Regions from separate parts of the Mus musculus genome. Here region 1 is linked to region 2. The links are chromatin contacts, called in public Hi-C maps. All regions are on one chromosome and are shown on one strand. The core of a region is the stretch at or near the end of the contact, and the rest is flanking DNA. Distances in the headings are between cores, read along the strand shown.

Region 1 (2,735 bases), core at 111-2,610, 81 kb after region 2:
TCCCGGTACTGAAATTACAGATGTGTGCCCTGTACACACCTGACCCGTGGCAGTGGCTTTTTGTCTTTGTACTATCATTAGCACTCCATAAAGGACATCTTCATCCTCAGTCCATGTATGTTTGATGGGTCAAGAAACACAACTGAAACTTTCTCATCTGGTTATGGGTTCCCTAAGAATAGGGCTGGGGTGCAGTTTAGTGATAGAATCCTTGCCCAGAAAGCTGGAGATTCTAGATTTGATCTTTAGCATCATTAATTAGCTAATTAATTAATTAATTAATTAAAGTCACTGGATTGGGAGTGTAGTTCAGTAGTGGAATGCTTGTCTACTATGTGGAAGGTATGGGCTTGATTCCTTTTTAAAAAATACACTTAAGCCGGGCGTGGTAGTGCACACCTTTAATCCCAGCACTTGGGAGGCAGAGGCAGGTGGATTTCTGAGTTCGAGGCCAGCCTGGTCTACAGAGTTCCAGGACAGCCATACAGAGAAACCCTGTCTCAAAAAACCAAAAACAAACAAAAAACAGAAAAAACAACAACAAAACAAACAAACAAACATAAAAGGGCTGGAAAGATGGCTCAGCGGTTAAGAGCACTGACTGTTCTTCCAGAGGTCCTGAGTTCAATTCCCAGCAACCACATGGTGGCTAGCAATGGGATTTGATGCCCTCTTCTGGTGTGTCTGAAGAGAGCTACAGTGTACTTATATGTAATAAATAAATCTTAAAAAAATACACTTTAAAATTTTTTAAACTTTATTTAAAAAATATGCTTGCAAATAAATCAAACCCACCAGGTTTAATTTCTAATACTACCAAACAAAAAGAGAAGAAAAATGAACGTAAGCAAAAGATTAAAAAAAAGTCGACCTAGCAGTGGTAGCCCACATTTTTAGTCCCAGCACTTGGGAGGCAGACAGAATTCTGAGTCTGAGGCCATCCTGGTCTACATAGAGAGTTCCCAAGAAAAAAAAAGAAAGAAAGAAAGGAGAGAGAGAGAGAGAGAGAGAGAGAGAGTTAGTTCCAGGACAGCCAGGGCTACACAGAGAAACCCTGTCTCGAAAAACAAAAACAAACAAACAAAAAGTGTATAAACTCAATATTCACTCCTCACGGCTCTATCCTTCAAACTGTGATTTTTAAAGGGTATGTATGTTCTCACGTCCCTCCGCCGAGGAACCCGGAACTAAGTGTCCAAGTAAGCAGGAACACTGCCTTATCTGCTCGCTAAAACTCTTGGAGTTCAGTGATTTCTCAGTAATGAAACACCTGCCATCCTGGAGGCTGCGCCACGAGGCACTGGTGAGCCGGGACGGGCGGGCGGGGCAGCCAAGATTGCCTGACTCCCAAGAGAGAGAGCATCTGCATTGCAGATGCCTTTGGACAGCAGTCATTTGCTCCTTTGCCTTCCTCAGGCCGGGGAGGTTCTAGGGTAGAGGGAAACCGGCTTTTCATTGTTTCAAATCCCAGGTTCTTTGGAAAGGCGTAGATGCATTCAGCCTTCCATTTAAGGTAACATTCAGCACGTTGACAGACAGTACAAAGAGTAAATGGCAAATTAAAATTTGGAATGGGGAACGGGTAGTCTGACATGAACTCACTTTCTTGTGTCTGAGAGCAGAGCTTTAATGATCAACAGGCCAGATGCTCCAGAAAGTTCTCCCTATAAGTCTCTCCCCCGCCCCGGGCTTTTGGTCTATTTGCGCTGTCTGAGCACTACAGGCCCACAGTGCCTAGGCTTATAGCATACATGTGTTTTGTAGTGCTAAATAGAAAGGGGACAGAAAAGAGTGTAATTAACTAGATTAGTTACTTTGTAAAACATTAAATTGAGCCTCTACACATACAATTAAAAAAATAAAAATAAAACAAAAAACAAAAAGTCCCTCTGTGGTGGGATGTTTTAGGGATTTCTGTTTTTGACTAGCCTTAAGTTGTTGGGTGTCAACATCTTGAGTCAGGCCTGGGGAGGCAGCTCAGCAGATAGATTGCTTGCCTGTCATACATGACACCCTGGATTGCATGTTACATGAGCACAGTGTGGTGGAACATGCCTCTAAGCCTAGCAGCACTTGGGAGGCACAGGTTGATCAGAAATTCCACGTTGTACTCAGCCTGGGAGACCGGGTCTGGGTACTTGTAGGCTCTCACTCTCTACTGAGCTACACTTTTTAAATTATTGTGGTTTTTCAGGGGCATTTCTTTGTGCCGTCCTGGCTCTCCCTGAACTTTCTCTGTAGACCAAACTGGCCTCGAACTCAGAAATCTGGAATTAATGGTGTGTACCCCTACTGCCTAGGGAACTATATTGTTATTTGTATTTAAAGATAGGATCTTTCTAAGATCCCTAGGTTGGGCTTAAAATCTCCCTATAGTCTAGACAGGACTTAAATTTGGGATATTTGTGCCTTAGTCTTCCCGGTATTATAAGTGAATGTAACTATACCTGGCCAATTCTTTTTAAGTTGGACGAAAGACTTATACCAATAATTTCATTTCTACTCCTTGCATTACTTTATTCTAAACTGAATATCCAATACACTGGATGTGTGGCCTTAGAATGAATACCCACAGCTTTTAGGTGGCCAACACTGACTTTAGGGTTACAGTGTAGTTTATTAAGCAATTACAATTGGGAAGTGGCCCCTGGTGCATTTAGTCATTGAAGAGATCTTCACTTCTATGTAGGTGGAGTATATATATAGACCATAATAATATATGAAATTCATGCTCT
Region 2 (2,700 bases), core at 164-2,663:
TTCTTACCTCTGTTAGCACTTTAACCAATGCTCTACTCCATTGAATTTGTGGAAGATGTCTTGACGCTTCTCCTAAAATAATCAGGTGAGGGAAGGAATGCTAGTTTATGTATTTTGAAGTCTAACTTTGATTGTCATTTGAAACTCCATTCACGCAATACTTCTCCAAGCTTTGACCATGGGTCACCATATTTCTTAGCAAAGGGAAGAAGATGGGTTGGGCACAGGGTGGGAGCCATGTTCTGAAACGTGGGTTCATTGGCAGAGCTTCTTCACATCTCAGCATCCTAAGTCGTCTTCTGTAAAATGGGGAGGCAAGAAAGCAACCCACACGTGCTTCAAGGACTAGATACATTCTAGCTTCTAGACTATGGCAACAGAGTTTATTAAATAAATACACACTATCTAATACATTGCTAGGTCCTGCTTGACTCTGTAAGAGACATGTTAGAATCTTTTTTTTAAAACTGTGTCAAAAAAAACCTTGTCTTTTTTAATTTTATTTTTAGATTTTACTTTATGTGTATGTGTGACTGTATACAACGGGTGTGTGGGTGCCAGAGGATGGAATCCCTGGAAGTAGAATTACAGGCTGCTGTCAGCATCCAGTGTGGATGCTGGGAACCAATTTCAGGTCTCCTGGAAGAATAGCAGTAAGCACCCTTACAGAGGGCTGTCTCGTGTGTGTGTGTGTGTGTGTGTGTGTGTGTGTGTGTGTAGACAGTGTCTCACTATGTAGTCCCTTGGTGGCCTAAAACATGCTAACCTCAGACTTGTGGTGATCATCCTGCCTCAGCTGCCTAGGTGCCTGTTATCATTATGCCCTCAAAATTCTTTTAATATAGCCAGCTGTGGTGGACCACACCTATTTCAGCAATGAAGAGGAAGAGGCTGGGAGGATTTCAAATGTCAGCTCACAAGAGACTAACTCAGAAAACAGAACAAATCTTTGATTAAAAAATTACAGTAAGGACAAAGGAGTGTAGTTCAGTGGTCAAATACCTGGGTTCCTTTCCTTTGCTTATCTGTCCATTTAACAAGGGAGTTGTTTGCTGGTCCAGCCCCTTGAGTTGGGCAGTGCTGTTCTCCACATTGTAAGTGAAGCAATCACAGGAGTATGTGTGCGTGTGTGCGTGTGTGTGCGCGCGCGCGCGCGCACACACACACACACACATACACAGGGGTGGGGGTGGGGAGAGAGAGAGAGAGAGAACACCAAAAGATCTGCTTGTATTTTTAGAAGAGTGGTATTAGCTGTATTTGTTTTTCTATTTTTAATTGTTATATTTTTATGATTGGGATTCAGCCCAAGCCAAAGGTGTGCATGGAAAGCCCGTGGGTGTTAGGGACTTGTGTAACCTCCAATAAACACCTAGCCGCACTGTGGTACTGCTCCTGGCCCCCAGGGGTCTGTTGAGTCCCATCCAGCCTGCCTTCCCTCAGGGGGATGAAGGAGGCTGCTCCTTTACAAACCATGCTCTGTATTGGTAAAAAACAAAAAACCAAAACCAAACCAACCAAACAAACAAAACCAAGAGACCCCAACAACTGCCCATTCTAGAGGTTCCTGGGCAGGTTTGGCTCTTCCTGGCCTGGTACTTGGCAGAATAAGAAGGGTCCTAAGGTACAAACTATATTACTTTCCTCAGCCATCTGACTTCTTGAAGAAGGGAGCTATGGCTTAGGCTCCGTGTGGACAGCTATGCCACCTGGACGGAGGATGACATGGGGACCGTTTACCTTGCCGGCCCACATGCCTGGGAGTGTGCAAGTTTAAAGGTGCTGCTTTATGGAACACTGTATGGAGCACAAGTCAAAGCCTCTGGGGTCTAACCGTCCAGGCTGTCTGAGCAGGGCAGGGTAATAAGTGAAGACGGAGATGCCTGGTGGGACAGTGTTAAGCACACACCTTTATGAAACTGGCTTTTTGTTATCACCCCCATGGAGCAGCACCTGGCTCTTGGAGGAAAGAGACCATCTTTGTTGAGGACATGTTCCTGGCAGATGCCCCCTCTGCCCTAGCCCCCACCCCACACTGTCCCCTCATTCTCGGCCTTCTTTCCTCCCTCCCCACCCTCCCCTGACTCCCTGCTCTCTGATCGAAAACCTTCAAGATAACATACCACAGACCCACAGAGATGAAAAGGAGTGATAGGGCTGAGCCATAAACCTGATGCATCAGGTTGACCCCTGAGCGGAATCTCTGGAGTGTCATTGAGTGGAGGACCAGAGGGGGTCATGCATGGCCTTTATCAGGGCGTGGCATATAACAGATAACTAAGAATCACATAGGGACAAAATGAGTTGAGGTCTTTTGTTAGGAGGGTGGGGTGGGGTGACGTCCTTCCTACTCCCTACCTGCCTCCACCCCAGCTGAGATCTTATCAGGGGAGGGGGTACAGAGACGCCATAGAAATGGAATTTTCCAGAGAGTCTTTCCATTCCTTTACGAAGCAGACCAAGTTGCTTTTTAGTTTACATAATACAGATAATCCCATCAGAAGAAATTCTGCCCCCCAGCTGTCCCCCAGAGGAGAAACAGAGCAGAACCTACTGAAATGTCTAGGTCTTGGTTCAAGTGTGATGAGTCTGCTTTGGAGACCTCTCTGCCCGTGGGGTCACAGTGGCAGGCTGACAGGGTCATGGCTTTTCTACAAGCTTCGGCAGTTCCCTGCCCGTCTGCCCCTCTATACTGCAGCT

Evidence for each region. Hi-C and Micro-C count contacts between places; a contact is called where the count stands out from the background.
Region 1: a contact with region 2 is called in a Hi-C map of trophectoderm, with 2.4 times the contacts expected there. The contact joins two enhancer-like sites. A contact is called at or near these places in 16 of 484 Hi-C or Micro-C datasets (8-cell embryo, colon epithelium, embryonic stem cells and 6 more) and 7 of 115 datasets of contacts at active chromatin or transcription factors (CD8 T cells, bone marrow-derived dendritic cells, embryonic stem cells and 1 more).

The regions. Positions count from the first base shown.
Region 1 is chr3:9,157,936-9,160,670 of GRCm38.p6, forward strand. All of the region lies in intron 2 of Gm41996 (a long non-coding RNA gene), which reads right to left. Among named protein-coding and RNA genes, the nearest start is that of Gm41996, 15 kb to the right of the region's middle. Within about 2 kb of position 1,361, at least 10 of the 459 cell types and tissues checked have an H3K27ac peak or open chromatin away from gene starts, as enhancers often do. A contact at or near this core is called in trophectoderm, where this site is marked.
Region 2 is chr3:9,077,013-9,079,712 of GRCm38.p6, forward strand. No RefSeq gene overlaps it. Among named protein-coding and RNA genes, the nearest start is that of 4930539M17Rik, 16 kb to the left of the region's middle. Within about 2 kb of position 1,414, at least 6 of the 459 cell types and tissues checked have an H3K27ac peak or open chromatin away from gene starts, as enhancers often do. A contact at or near this core is called in trophectoderm, where this site is marked.